Linked DNA regions of Mus musculus: regions 1 and 3 are each linked to region 2. The links are chromatin contacts, called in public HiChIP or PLAC-seq maps. All regions are on one chromosome and are shown on one strand. Each heading gives the region's core, a stretch centred on a gene start, on an enhancer-like site or on the middle of the called end of the contact. The rest is flanking DNA. Distances are from core to core; before and after follow the strand shown.

What was found. HiChIP or PLAC-seq counts read pairs in DNA pulled down with a chosen protein or histone mark.
Region 1: an H3K27ac HiChIP or PLAC-seq map of T-cell acute lymphoblastic leukemia shows a contact between it and region 2, with 4 times the contacts expected there. The contact joins the promoter of Cfap46 here to the promoter of Psmd13 in region 2. A contact is called at or near these places in 2 of 39 promoter capture datasets (hippocampal neurons and stem cell-derived epiblast-like cells) and 2 of 115 datasets of contacts at active chromatin or transcription factors (T-cell acute lymphoblastic leukemia and stem cell-derived neural progenitor cells).
Region 3: an H3K4me3 HiChIP or PLAC-seq map of forebrain shows a contact between it and region 2, with 5 times the contacts expected there. The contact joins the promoter of Nkx6-2 here to the promoter of Psmd13 in region 2. A contact is called at or near these places in 2 of 39 promoter capture datasets (cranial neural crest and hippocampal neurons) and 1 of 115 datasets of contacts at active chromatin or transcription factors (forebrain).

The regions. Positions count from the first base shown.
Region 1 is chr7:139,680,807-139,685,213 of GRCm38.p6, forward strand. It overlaps Cfap46 (cilia and flagella associated protein 46), which reads right to left and starts at 3,009. Exons shown (of 59, transcript NM_001302546.1): 1 at 2,916-3,009; 2 at 2,540-2,664; 3 at 2,198-2,329; 4 at 1,675-1,739; 5 at 16-180. The coding sequence starts at 2,964. It overlaps Gm32680 (a long non-coding RNA gene), which reads left to right and starts at 3,248. Exons shown (of 3, transcript XR_389968.2): 1 at 3,248-3,333.
Region 2 is chr7:140,881,104-140,885,826 of GRCm38.p6, forward strand. Psmd13 (proteasome (prosome, macropain) 26S subunit, non-ATPase, 13) reads left to right here and starts at 1,291. Exons shown (of 13, transcript NM_011875.4): 1 at 1,291-1,463; 2 at 2,397-2,475. The coding sequence starts at 1,369. Sirt3 (sirtuin 3) reads right to left here and starts at 766. Exons shown (of 7, transcript NM_001127351.1): 1 at 660-766.
Region 3 is chr7:139,579,538-139,584,618 of GRCm38.p6, forward strand. It overlaps Nkx6-2 (NK6 homeobox 2), which reads right to left and starts at 3,260. Exons shown (of 3, transcript NM_183248.3): 1 at 2,597-3,260; 2 at 2,344-2,516; 3 at 1,683-2,151. The coding sequence starts at 3,002. The coding sequence ends at 1,897. Gm33031 (a long non-coding RNA gene) reads left to right here and starts at 3,259. Exons shown (of 7, transcript XR_003946896.1): 1 at 3,259-5,081. It overlaps Inpp5a (inositol polyphosphate-5-phosphatase A), which reads left to right. Exons shown (of 16, transcript NM_001127363.1): 16 at 1-115.

The sequences.
Region 1 (4,407 bases), core at 1,759-4,258, 1.2 Mb before region 2:
TGCCACCCCACTCACAGCATCAGCTCTGCCCGCCACTCCTTGTCCTCCTCTTCTGTCTGATTTAACACAGTGATGATTTGGGAGAGGCTGGGAATCACGAGGTGGTGGTATCCAGGCTTCAGGAAGGGCCGCACCATGTTCCAGTAGAGGACAGAAGCATTGAACACCAAGAAGTAATACCTGGGTCAGGAGTAGAAATCAGAATGTTGGAGGCACAGGGCTGGGGGTATCCGGGTTCCTGGACCCATTCAGGAGGGGAGTGAAGGTGTGTCCAATCACCATCAGACGCAGGCACCTCATTTAGGGTACTCCTCACCAATCTGCATCGGCACCAGGATGCAGAGCCACCCCGACAGCCCTTTCCCACACGAGCAATGGCTGTCTCACTCACAGTGGTGATGACACGGCTGGGCTAGGTTCAGTCATTCCACAACTAACCACACCCTATGAAAATACAGTCAGAAGCAAGGGAGGAAAGAACATGGAAGGCTTCCTGGAGGAGGTGGCATCTGACTGTGACCTGGAAGAAGTCCAAGAATCAGCCAGGAGCTGAGTAGGCAAAAGATGGTCAGTCAGACAGATGAGTGTGTTGCAGTGGAAGTGAGGGACTGTAGGACAAACTCCATGTCCGATCATAAGCTCTTGAGAAGGGTGTTGAAGATGTATGAGAGCTACCTCCCAGCATCTTCCTCTGAGTGGCAGGTCATCACCTGAGGGAGTCACACAGGGCACTTTCTTACTATAAAGCTGCTTTCTGGAGTGGACAGGCTTGACATTCTATTACTGGTTGGTTACTGGACAGGTCATTGCTGCTCATTATCCAGGAAGGAGGGAGAGAAACCAAATGGCCAACTGCCGGACCAGTGATTCCCAGTCACCTGTCGGGCCCATTTATAACTGTCTCCAAGACCCTTGCAGTGGGACATGGCTAGGAACTGGATGGATCTATTTGAAAACATTCACTGTGCTAAGATCTCTGGTGTAGCACGGGCTTCTGACTCTTGGAGGGAGGGAGCAGCAGTGGGTGCTGGGGTGGCTCATCCAGGCTTGTAGGGCTGCACCTTGGACCCTTGTGCCTATGCATTCAGTAACTTGATAAGGATATCAACCAATGAGCAGTGGGCATGGGCGGGATGAGCAAAAGCTACTGCTAATGTTGGGTCCCACTGCATGTGTGCCAATGCCAGTGTATGCCAACTTAACCATTTCAACAATCGAATTTGGGTTTGGGTAGGGAAAAAAAAAAAGACAACCACCATCTAAAAAGCGGTGCTAGAGTCGTGGCTGCAGCCAGGAAGCCTTGGCTCAGGGCCAGCGGACTACAGTCTCCACAGAAGAACCTGAAGCGTGCCCTTCTCCCTTCAGAGAGACCCAAAAGCCAGGAACAAGGAGTTCTGGGGGACAGGTTGGGAAGGAGGCCACCGAGAAAACACTTTGAGAGCCATCTACAAATCTCAGTGAGCCCTGAGCAAGCACAGCATAGGAAGTCTGCATGGGTATGGCTGGCCTTCCCAGCTAGTAAGACAAGCCTGTGTCATAACTCCATTCGTTACAAGCACAAAACAGAAAGGAGAAGGGATGGATGTCAGAAAGAGAAATGACATCGCTTGCTTCTGTGGGCACCAGAGTCTTATGCAATCAAGTAGAAGCAGACAGACAGTTCAGCATACCTACCTCGGTTCTCCTTTTGCAAAGTTTATGGCCTTCATGTACTGTGTCACGCAATTTTCAAATTCTTCCTAAGACAGCACAAAGAATACCCAGGTGAGCCAACTAGCCACCCCAGCACCCACTGCTGCTCATCTTCATTCCTGGCATCCAATGCAAACTGGTTTTCACCCCAGCTTATGCACAGTCCGGGGACAGCGAAGACCCTTGAGCAACCACAGCTGGCTGTGCCTGTGGGTTCCAGACTCTCCCACCTCCCGCTCTGCCCAGCCCAGGAAGGGCTTTGGGGGAGAGAAGACAGAAAGGTCATAGCACCCCCTTGCAGAGGTGGGAGGTCATATGGACTCATGTCAGGCACCTGGCGAGTACCGAGCGGAGAGAAAAGCACAAATGGGAACTGCCGATGTTTTTTGCATCACTGTGAAGGAGACTCTGGTTCCTCAGTCCCATTTTGCTTTAAAGCTTCTCTAAGACCTGCCTTGCTGCCATCCCTGGAGGTGGGGTGAGAAGTGGAGAGGGGTAGTCTTACCACATTTTCCTCTGACTGTGGGGCACAAAGCTGGGCCCTGCACAGGTGCGCTCGGCCCAAAAACTGAGTGATTGGCGCCTTCACTTTGAAGTACATCTGGATGCAGTCTTCGCTTATCTCAGGCTCTTTCATCTGTAGGAGATTGAAGCCAGGAAGAGGAAGGAAGATGCCCAGGATGAAGGCGCTCTGGGTCACTGGTGAGGCTAGCTTGGTCATTTCTATACTCACAACACTCATCAAATGTCCCATCCACCCTAACCCTGTGCCGTTTACACCCAAAGATGTGAAGGTGGGGACAGGTTCATTGTGTGCCAGTGACAGCCAGTCACTCAAGGGCTTCACCTTGAGTGCCTGCTCTGCACACAGCACAAACAGGTCCGGGCTGAAGCTCTCTGTGGGGTCAAGCTCCGACTTTCCCAGGTTTGCAGACTTGATCAGTTCATAAGCTCTTCGCAGGGCAGTTGCATCTATCGGGCAGAGGATCAGCAGAGGGGCCCAGCATAGGTATGTCAGAGAGACACAGTCCACAGTCCCTGGAAGAGCCTTCCTCTGGCACAGAAATATGGGTCTGAATTCCTGGCCAGGTTGCTTTCAACCATCCCCACTCAGCGACTAGGCCAGGGTTCAACAACTGTATCCACCGCATCGCATCACGGACTTTTGTGCCACTCTACTTAGGTCAAGGGGTTCCCATCAGCAAAGTTAGAGTGAGACCCACCTTGTTGATTCCGGGCACGGGCCAGTTCCTGCGTTATGATCAGGTCCATGGCCCTGGAGGCCCTCAACTATACAGCTCCACTGCTGGACCAGTAGCGGTTGCCTAGAGACGGGGCCCAGACCAAGGACGCGGGAGCTCGGGGCGGGGCTACACTTGAGGAGTCCGTGACGCTGGGAGTAGGGAGGGGAAGGGGGCGGGGAAGTAGACAAGAAGCAGGCGGAGCGGAACTGATGGACACCGAGTGAGGCCAGGTCAAGAACTCTTGAGTGTTGAATTGGCACCCAGGGCACCCATACCATGCTGTCTTCACTTTCCTTGCCAGGCTGCGCTCACCTCCCATCCATCCACCCATGTTTCTGTGTCCTGCTCTGTTGCGGCACAGAAAGACAAGGGAACTCCACAAAACCTCCCTGCTCCGGTAAGCGCGGGCTGGACGGATGCAGGAAAAAGATCTAACAGAAGATGCCTACCAGAGCAGGAAGGTGGGCTGCTGGGTACCAGTCGGACAGGGAAGTTGCCAGCCTCAGAAAGCGTGCCCCTTTCTATCTGCAAGGGCCACCTGTGGCGGGTCTACATGTGTGACATTATCTAAGGGATCTGAGGAGTGAAGACTGAGTAGACCCGCCTGTAGCTGCTGCCTGGGCAAGAAGCCTTGGAATTGGAGCAGTTCTGGGATCAGGAAGGATGCGGGGGGTGGGGTGGGGGGACGCCACAAACGCTCTAGAGCCCTTGTTCGAGGATCACTCTTAGAGATGACTTTCATTAAGACATAGTAGTCTTGGAGGTCCAAGCTGGGGCAGAGCCCGGAGCTGCAGGAGGAGCTGCGCTTCATCAGCTGAGAAGCAGTGGTCGGTGGGCAATGATGGAGATCCCCGGGGCAGCAGGTGGGCAGCAGGTTAGCAGGCGTATAGGCAAAGACAAAGCTGACTCTAGTATCCTAAATGAGCGTTTAGAACGGCGTGCAGAAGGACAAACGTGTATACAAGATCTAAGGGAAAAAGCCGCAGTCCCCAAGGCCACGCCCCCAGTGACCTACTTCCTCTAGCCAGACACCACCTCTTAAAGAATACCGAACCTCTCGAAATAGCGCCACCTGCTGGGACTATGAGTCAGCACATGAGCCCGTGAGACCTTAGCAGGCGCAAACTAAAAAACCACAGAGGGAGAAACAGATAAAATCTTTCCTCAGAAGTAGAGTCTTCTGATCTTTTGAAAGAAGCTGTTAGGAAAATGAAAAGGTAGACTACAGGTTAGAAGAAAACATTCATAATAAAATCTAATACAAGACCTGTGTCTAGATTATATAAGAGTTCAATGGATAAATCACAGGCAAGTTTTAGAAGATGCCAAAGACTTGGATAGACACTTGACAACGTGAGCTACTTGACTACCCAGTGAGCAGGGAATGAGTGCAGCCGCCACCGTTGCCAGTAATCAGAGAAACAACACAAAGAAATGCCTCCCACATTCAAACCCATTAGTGCAGCTAAAA
Region 2 (4,723 bases), core at 41-2,540:
TTAATATACTCACTTATTTCAAACTGAAAATATCCCTATTATTGATCACTCTCAGGACTCTATGAGACATGTTACTATTTTGCAGACAGTATGACTGTTGGTAAAAATTTTTAGTTTCACAACCTTTATGGGGGACAATTAAAACACAAGTAACAGCTGGATGTGGTGGCATGTGACTGTAGTCTCCGACGCTTGGAGGGAGGTGGAAGCAAGGTGGATCCGGAGTTCAAGGTCATCCTCCTTCACACAGCCAGCTGAAGGCCAGTTTGAACAAGAGACCAGTCTCAAAATAATACAAACCACGTAACCTTACCCAAGGCTGTCTACTGAGAATTTGTGGTCCAAATGGGGTGCAAACACGTTTATTTATCACGTTATTTGTAATAATTCAAGATTAGAAAGTATTCAATAAGGAAATGGTGATATAAATTATAAGACATCCATACAACGAACTTCTATAAAATATTTCAAAGACTGTGCTGCAATAGTTACATAGAAAAACACCTTTAAGGAGAAGGTAGTGATGGCCGGTCAGCAAAACCTTGTAGAAGGGCGCGCCTGCCGGGTCCTTACTCCCACAATTGCTTCCAGCTACCCGCCCCTAAAACGCCGCTGATAGCCTATCTGCGAGATCCCGTGTCTCCCCTGCCGTGGCTCACCTCCCGGACCCCACAGTCTGAGCGCGGCCAATGCCAGTCGACCGCTTAGCGCCATGATGCTCTGCAGGACGACGGCGCCTAGAGGGTCAAGCGCCATCCGAATCCCCGCCCCCGTGAGCCAAGCCCCGCCCTCTCGGCACTCTTACTCCCGCCCCCCCTCTGGCCAAGTGCCGCCCTCCGGCGCCTTCCCTCGGCCGAGCCCAGCCCAGCCCCCGCACGATAACCCGAAGTGTGGAAGGCTGTGTTTATGCCTGGTGCTGGCAGCTTCTCCCTCTGTGGGACTCTGACTTATTGGTTGGGAAGCCAAACCGGGAGATTTCATCGTTTTACGCCGCTCTCGACCTCCTTGAGTAGGCGGGTGATAACTAATGCTCTCTGAGCGATTTGCATCACACCTAGTCCTCGCCAAACGCCATCCGGTTTCAGAGGACCCAAGTCTGCAGGCTTGAGGCTACGTGACCAGTCAGTGGCTAGCTGTCCCCAGGCACCTCTACTCTTTAATGCCTCAAGGGCAGGGCCAGAAACCCGGGAGAAGTTTAGCGGAAGTCAAGAACGCGGTTACCTTGACGACCGCAACCCGTGAGGCTAGTGGGACGCTCCCAGCATGCCCCGCGCGCCCGCGGTGCCGGAAGTGAGCGAGCACTTCCGTGCGCCATCCCTGCCGGTTCTGACTGCTTAGTGCTTGTGTTGTTCCCAGCTCTCTGCAATCATGAAGGATGTGCCGGCCTTCTTACAGCAGAGTCAGAGCTCCGGGCCGGGCCAGGCTGCCGTTTGGCACCGTTTGGAAGAGCTGTACACGAAGAAGTGAGCTCCGAGGCTGGGGCGGGAGGGAGAGGACTGTGGGAGGGCCAGGGGCTCTGATCAGTCCGGAGGGTCAGGGATGTGGAGGAAAGGGGTCGAGATAGCCTTAGGAGCAGAGCTGTTAACAGGGTTCTGTATCTAGACTCCCTGCGTTCCAGCCTTACCAGCTTTGATAAGAACAATTACGAATTGCTGACTTTGATATAAGAATTTGCCTATGAAAAAACACCTCTTCCTCAGAACCTTTCCACATGACAATGTCCAGCAGTTAAAACTCTTAGTGATTTCAAGAGAAATTTTTCAGTGTTTAGTATGTACCTGCCTATATATGGTGTAACATTTTGTGTTTTTCAAAACACTTTTATCTCTATTATTAAATATTATCCTTTAGTCTTGGTATGAAGTATGCTATTTCGGTGTCCTAAAGGTTCATATATTGGCTTTTTTAAAGTATTGGCTTATTTCATCCTTCCTATTGACAGATAAGATTGAATATCAGTTTTCTATTCTGTGAGGTATTCAGCTAATAAGTAAGAGAGAATGGAGTTCAAAATATAGCTGTAGAATTCTAAAGTCACAACCAATGCCTTCAAGGCTGAAGGCATCCGTTTCTTCACATTAGGATGTGGGGCTGAGGGCTTTTTGTTTTGTAGGTTGTGGCATTGGAATTCCAGTTGACACTCAGAGTGGGAGTTGACGCTGTCTCAAAAAGTGTTCTCCAGTGTTACCTAAGAAAACTGAGTCTTGAAAGGATAAGTGACTAGGGGGTGCAAGCAAAGTCAGTCCAGAAATAGGCTTGAATTGGCTGGCGCTTGCTTTAACTCCTGGCTGTGCAGTGGGACCTGGGAAATACTTGGTGTTTGATGGGACCGTCAAGGCTGAAGGCATCCTTTTCTTCACATTAGGATGTGGGACTGAGGGCTTTTTGTTTTGTAGGTTGTGGCATCAGCTGACACTTGAGGTGCTTGATTTTGTGCAGGACCCATGCTTTGCCCAAGGAGATGGTCTCATTAAGGTAATGACTTACCAGACAGCTCAGACGATGTTGAATATAATTACAAACTATTATTATTCATTTTTATTTACTTTTAACGTGTGTGCGCCCAAGGATGCCAGAAGAGATCTCCTGGAACTGGAGTTGCAGGCAGTTGTAAGCCAACTGGTGTAGGTGCTAGGAACCCAGTTTGAGTCTTCAAAATGCTCTTAAACTATCACTGAGCCACGTCTCCAGACAATTTTTGCTTGCTTGGTTGGTTGGTTGGTTGGTTTGTTTGAGATTAGCTGTGGCTGTATAGCTCTGACTGGCCTGGAACTTGCTCTGTAGACCAGACCGGGATTGGATTCACAGTCCACCAGTGGTTAGCCTCCTCCAAGTGCTGTCATTAAATATATGCAGTGTCAGGCCCAACTCTGCTCATGGACATTTAAAGACAAGAGTGGGGGGAAGGGGCGGCATTATGGTGGTCACACTAAGCTGCATCTTTTAGCAATCACTTTGTGCCACGGACTGCTGTAAGCACTGGGCCCTCATGACAGCACTGAGAAAGTCTCTCTCTTTCTCATATGTAATAGCAGACGTAGATAAGTCACCATAGCTTACAGCTAATAAATCCCAACACTGAAACAGACTTTCTGGTTTTTACAAGTTTAGACTAGAGCTGGGAAAATGGCTCACTGGAAGTATGTGCTTCCATCCACAGGCCCTATGCATGCACCTCACGAGACAGCACCAAAAGGGGCCAATGGCACACCTGCAATCCCAGCACTTAGAAACTTGAATCTGGAAGATGGTTAGTTAAAGACTAACCTGGGTTACACAGCAAGACTGCTAGGGAGAGGGACGGTTTAAAGGGCTCTCCTCACTTCCCAGCTCTCCCAGCCCATCCACGCACAAGGGTTCCACTTGCCCAGAGATTTCTGGCCAGAGTAGTGTAGAAAAGAGAAGTCCTCTTCATTTGAAGGTGAGAGGGTTGAGGGGACGTGGTACTATGCTATCTCTCTAATGGAGCATTTTTTAAATTTTGTCAGCAGAAAAAAAATAAAAACACACTCTTTCCCATGCTTTGTCAGAGTCCTTAAGGAATACCCAGGAATTTTCTCACCAGAAGCCTTCTTTCTGGAACTTTCTTGTCATCATCTGAATTTGTAAAGAATAATTAGTTTATAATTGTAGCTTTAGTTATTTCTCCTGAATACATTGTGAAGCTTAAATGTTTTTTACTTATCAGTTTGACATTTTACTACTCTTAAGAATTTGCAGTTGTAAGCGGGCAGTGGTGGTACACGCATTTAATCCAATACTCGGGAGGCAGAGGCAGGTGGATTTCTGAGTTCAAGGCCAGCCTGGTCTACAGAGTGAGTTCCAGGATAGCCAGGGCTACACAGAGAAACCCTGTCTCGGAAAAAAAAAAAGGATTTGCAGTTGTTTGTATTCTGTCTTAAGAATTATGTGGGAATGATAAATCACACACTGCATGTTCTATATCATAGTGATATATTTTCATATTCTTTGCTTTCTAATCTTCAGTTGATATGCCCCTCTCCCCATCTTTGTTTCTTTTTGTGATGGTTTTTATTGTATGTAGGAATGGTTTGCCTTCATGGGTATGTGCACCACAAGCATACTTGATGCTCTTGGAGATCAGAAGAGGGCATTCAATCGATCCCCTGGAATAGGTGTTTCAGATGGTTATGAGTCCTCCATCATGTGGGTGATAAGAACTCTGCAATAGCAACAGGTGCTCGTAACCGCTGAGCCACCTCTCCAGCCCGATTCTGTGTTTTTGTTTTTGTTTTTTAAAGATTCATTTATTTATTTTATGTATATGAGTACAGTGTAGCTGTACAGATGGCTGTGAGCCATCATATGGTTGCTGGGAATTGAACTCAGGACCTCTGCTCACTCCGGCCCAAAGATTTATTTATTGTTAATTTTAAGTAAGTACACTATAGCTGACTCAGACACACCAGAAGAGGGCATCAGATTTCATCACAGATGGTTGTGAGCTACCATGTGGTTGCTGGGATCTGAACTCAGGACCTTCGGAAGAGCAGTCAGTGCTCTTAATCACTGAGCCACCTCACCAGCCCTGTTTCTGTGTTTCTTAAATTAAGAATATCAGCATTTGTTTGTTCTGTCTTCTCCAGTAGTGTAGGAGCTTTGGAAGCTCAGCATTTGACACACGTGGTGTGTCCACAGTACTAGCCTAGTGTCTGAAGAAGTACTGCTGTGTGCTGACTGGCTAAGAAACTTGGTAATATGA
Region 3 (5,081 bases), core at 2,010-4,509, 1.3 Mb before region 2:
AATGTGCCATGTCCGCAGCGGTTGTCCGTGGGTTCCAGCTGTGGGTCCTTCCCGTGAAGGCCTCTGGAAGTGACTGCTCGGTTCCTAAGCAATAAAATTGATCATGGTGAAAACAGTTCCTGCTGCTTATTCTCCTGCCTTCCCTCTCCCTTGCCTTTGAAATGCTAAGTGCCAGGAGTGGCCCCCTTTGTGCGGGTTTGCTCTGGCCCGTTCTGATTCTGGGAATTTCAGAGTTCCAATCCGCCACAGGGCACCAAGCCCTCAGAAAAATCACCTCTTAGACTTTTTTATTATTATTATTACTGTAGTGGAAAAGGCCATCCATTCCCTCACTCTACTAGAGGGAATTAAACAAAAGCTTTTCTTTGGCTTCGCTCAAAACCTTTATCAACATTTCTCTGCTCTGAACTTTGGCTGAGAAACCACACAGAAACCACACATTGCCCCATTTAAGACGGGGAAAAAACTCTTGCTTCCTTTTAAAGAAAGTCAGTGATTCAAAAGAAGCTTTGACTTTGCTGATGGAGCCAAAACAGCAAAACAAAGCCTTGGGCTTTTCATGGTTCCAGTGAATATTTTTTAATGCCTTACAGAGAGTAGTTTTGTCATGATTAGCTAATGTGGAAATTGCACACTTAACACTTAACATTCACTACATTAAGGTGGAGCTGTGGAATGGACTTGTATGGGGCCGAAGATGGGGCTTTGCTACAGGGAATTATAGCCCTGAAAGGTCCTAGGGTGGAGAGGGCACCAAGCTCTTAGCTGCCTGGGCATGAGCCACTGGTCTTACCTATGGATTTAGCTCTTTAGGTTGAAGAGATCCTGGCTGAGGGCCCTCCTGTCAGCCTTCTGAGAGGCCAGTGGTGAGTGTCAGGGCTGCTGACACAGGCTGAAGACTGTGAGGTGCCTGGGCAGGATTCACAGGATGTCTGCAGCCCTGCTTAAAACCGGGCTTTCTACTAATGAAAGTCAAGGACTGATAGCCAGAGGCCAGGGAGGGTGCAGAGCCTCGGGCCTTATTACCCCCAGCTGGAGTTTAGTAATTATATCCAAAATGTTTAGAATTCTGGCTAAACAGATAATTATTACAAAATAACAGGGATAGGACAGTGCTGGTTTGGCCTGAACCAGGACATGGGCGCATAGTAACAGGGCACGCTCCCCCAGGTTGAGAAAAAGAAAATACATTAAAAAGAAAAACAGTGTAGTGTGAGGTGCTAGCTGCTTTTAATGAGACAAGCCTTGCAGAACTTTGGGTCTCCCTTCGAATGTGTTAAAAACGAAACAAAACAACAACGATCTACACAGAAAATAGAAATCATACCTGCTTTGGGGTCTCTTCCGCTGAGTTCCCTGCTGGCCCAGCTCCTCCAAGCACTGCGCAGCGGTGTCCTTCCCTTCCCCGGCGGCTGAAGCTGCCTTCCCACGACCCGGGGCATGCTCAGTCTCACAACCTCTGCGCTCCTGCAAGCTGCCATCACCGTGCGCTCTGGGACCATCACCAGGCACTCAACCTCTGAACCAAAGGCGCACACGGGCCCCAGGTCGTCATCAAGCACTGTCGCGCCCCCCTGCGCCAGTCTCTGGCGCCCACAGAGAGAACAGGCTAGGTGGGTCTGCAGGGTCCTGCCCGCCCGCTGGTGCCAGCTCCGTATGGAAGAAACACGATGTGCAGCCTTGGGAGCCACGGCTCCGACGAGGACGTGTTAAATAATTTATTGATTATACAAAGTGATCGGCCCAAACCCCGTACTCCGCCATCACGCCAAGGCCGCGCCAACGTCCGCTTTATAACTTATTCTGTAAAAATATATATACACACTGCGGCTGGGCGGCTGGCGTCGGGGCATGCCGCGAGTCCCGGTTCTCGGGTTCTCCGGCCTGGCCGCGTCCTCACAAGGCGTCCCCCGCGCTGCCACCACACGGGCTAACGAGCGCCAAGTTCGAGGGTTTGTGCTTTTTGAGAAGCCGCGTGATCTTCTCGTCATCGGAGTTGGGGTCCAGGGGCCGGTTGTATTCGTCATCGTCCTCCGCGTCTGAGCCACCCACCTTCAGCTTCTCGGCATCCGAGTCTTGCTTCTTTTTAGCCGACGCCATCTCTGCCGCGTGCCGCTTGCGCCACTTGGTCCGCCGATTCTGGAACCACACCTGGGGGTTTGGGGGAGGGATCATCAGACGGGCACCGAGGCTCGCCTCACCCGACCAGCACTCCGGACCCGCCTGGCGCCAGCGCTTTCCGCGGTCCGGCCGCAGCCGAACCGCCGCTCGCCGGCCGTTCGCAGGACGCGGACTCCGGGCCCCGCCTCAATACTGCTGGACCCCGGCCCATTTCGAGCTCACCTTCACTTGGCTCTCGGTCATGCCCAGAGAGTAGGCAAGCCGCGCGCGCTCTGGGCCTGCCAAATACTTGGTCTGCTCGAAAGTCTTCTCCAGCGCGAAGATCTGCTGGCCGGAGAAAGTCGGCCGCGAGTGTTTCTTCTTGCCATCCTTATCCAGGACCCCGCCGGCTTGGGCTGCGAAGAAGAGCCAGTGAGCGCAGTCCGAGGCCCGCGCCCAGCCCCTCTCCTTACCGAATCCCGCGCGGGCCACTTACCGGAGCCGGCCAGTCGCGGGTCCCTCCAGGGAGAGCCCTGCACCACCCCAGGCCAGAAGATGGGCGGGCGCCCAGGCAGTTCCGCCAGCGGCTTGGGGTAGCCCCGAGCCACGGCGGCTGCGGGCCCGAAGTAGACACCTGCAGACGAGGCGAGCCCGTTGAGACGGGGCAGACTTCCTAGGAGGCCGCCACCCGCTGCGCCCACCGGCCGTCCCAGGATGTCGCTGATGCCGTGCGGAGTGCCTAGAGGCAACTGCGCGCCAAGGCTGCCTAGGGCGGGTGTCTTGAAGCCCGCCGGGCCCTGCAGCGCGTAGGGGAACAGCGACGTCTTCATCTCAGCCATGTTGTGCAGCGCGGCTAAAGGCGCGCTGCTCAGCACAAACGCACCCGGGCGGTTAGCGTCCATGGGCGCCGCCGCCTCCGACCCGGGCGCCCATCCGGGCCCCGCTGCCACCGCCCGCACCCGCCGGCTCGGGAAGTTTGCGCGCGGCGCCGAAGAGCGCCGGCTACGCTGGGACGGGTGGACCGCGTTTCAAACGAACGCCGACGGCCCCTACGGGAAAGCGAGAGGACCGACGGCTGTTGCGCTGAATGGGCGGCGGTCAGAGAGAAGGCAGGGATACTAAGGGCGGCGGGAGCGGCAGTGGCGGCTCCGGGGCAGGTCGGAGCGGCGCCGCGCGGGATGGACGCACTGATAACCGCGGGGCCTGGGCGCGGCGCGCGCGCTGATTGGCTGAAGGCACTGGCGACCAGGCCATTGGCCAGCGTCCGGCCCGTCTGCGCGCGCCCCCGCCGGCCATGCACTCCATGAAGGGCCCATTAGCGAGGCAGGTGCCTCCGGGACTGTAAATTTGCCCCCTGATTTATCTCCCTAGAGATGAAATAAATCCCGTTGGATGGGAGTTTAGTTAGGCAAAGGTTTTAATGGGAAAATCAGGAAAAAATACGAGAACATATTTTATCGACCGAAAGAATGTAGATTTCAAGATCCACTCCGAAAGCTCAAGCTCAGTATGCTTAGTTCAGGGAAGAGCCTGGGACGGCTGGACGCCACAGGTCAGGGCACTCCATCTTGGATCAGGGCCCAAGCCCTGTACTGGGGTTCCTTCTCCTTCCCAGCTCGTGGTGGTGTGGGCTGTTGTGAACTTGTGGGTATAACTTTTCTGGGTGGATTTTGAACGAAAAAGGGTGGACTCTAGGGACCAGATAGATTTGGCTTCCTCAGATCTGCCAAACTCTGCCAACTGAACTCACTGACTTTAGATGGCTCCAGGCAACCGGTGACCTTACTACCACACACACACACACACACACAACCTATGCTGTCCTCCCGTTCTGAAATCCTTGAAGTTGGGTTGGGGTATCTGGGAGAGGCTAGGCCGTCCCCCTTGAACTTTTATGCTTATTAGGCACTCACCTAGGAGGTTACCCGTGTCCAGACTTTGAGGCCCAGGACCAGAATTCTCCTGCTTATTGCTTTCTGGCAAGCTGGACCTCGGGCCAGAATGCAGCGGTTTTGGAATTCAAGAACCAGGACGAAAGGATCACCTTACTCACTGACTTCGGCTGGGTATGCGTTTGCAGTCTAGCGGACAGAGCACTGGCTATAGACCCGGCCTGTAGAGCCCACTAGGCCTTAATTTCTTTTCTAGTACAGGGGCCTCTCACTCCATAAAATTGTTGGGCAGTTAACTGAAGTTGCAGCCACCTAGTGCGGCGGCGCACAGCAGGATCCGAGAAGGTAGCACGCTGGCGCTTATTTCTTTCCTCCTCTTGAGCAGTGCTTACTGTTAACCTCATAATACCTAGTACTGATTGTGATACAACCTGTGGAAATAGAATCTACTGTTTCCGGTCCTGGCGATTTAAGCAGAGGCCCTGTGCAGTTTGTTAATAACGACTTTCCCCTTTTGCCCTGGTCTCCAAGGTTTCTGTCTTACGGGCAAAAGTGATCCTAAAGGCTTCACGTAGGGGCCTAACGTCCACTGCTGCTGGTCCTCTTAGAAGTTCAGTTTCGTTTTTTAACAGTTAGTGTGGGGTCTTTACGCCACGCGTCTCCATCAGGTCAAGGCTTGGAAAGCCACTTTATGGCGGGAACTGGAAATAAGTGCTGTGGTCCCGCTGACTTCTGCAGGACCTGAAAGACCTTGCACGTATGATCCTCACCCATCCTCCCGTACGCAGTGGCCCCTAGCGCCTAGAGGTTTCAGTTACTGGCTTCCTAGTCTGAGTCTACACTCTCAGGATCCATTTGGGCGCGAGCAGCAGCAGCGGGGGCTAGGCTCAGTTCCCTCCAGCACCGAGCACACCGCCCGCTGGAAAGTCTGGGCTTTCTGATGGTACCCTGGGATCTCTGGACTGCTTCCCTCGAGCCCTTAGACCAGCCCCTGGCCTCGCTTTCGCTCCACTTCGATTACGACCGCGTATACTCCGAGGATCTGAGCATCGGGAGTACAGTCCCTGGTAGAGTACGGACTTTTCTGGG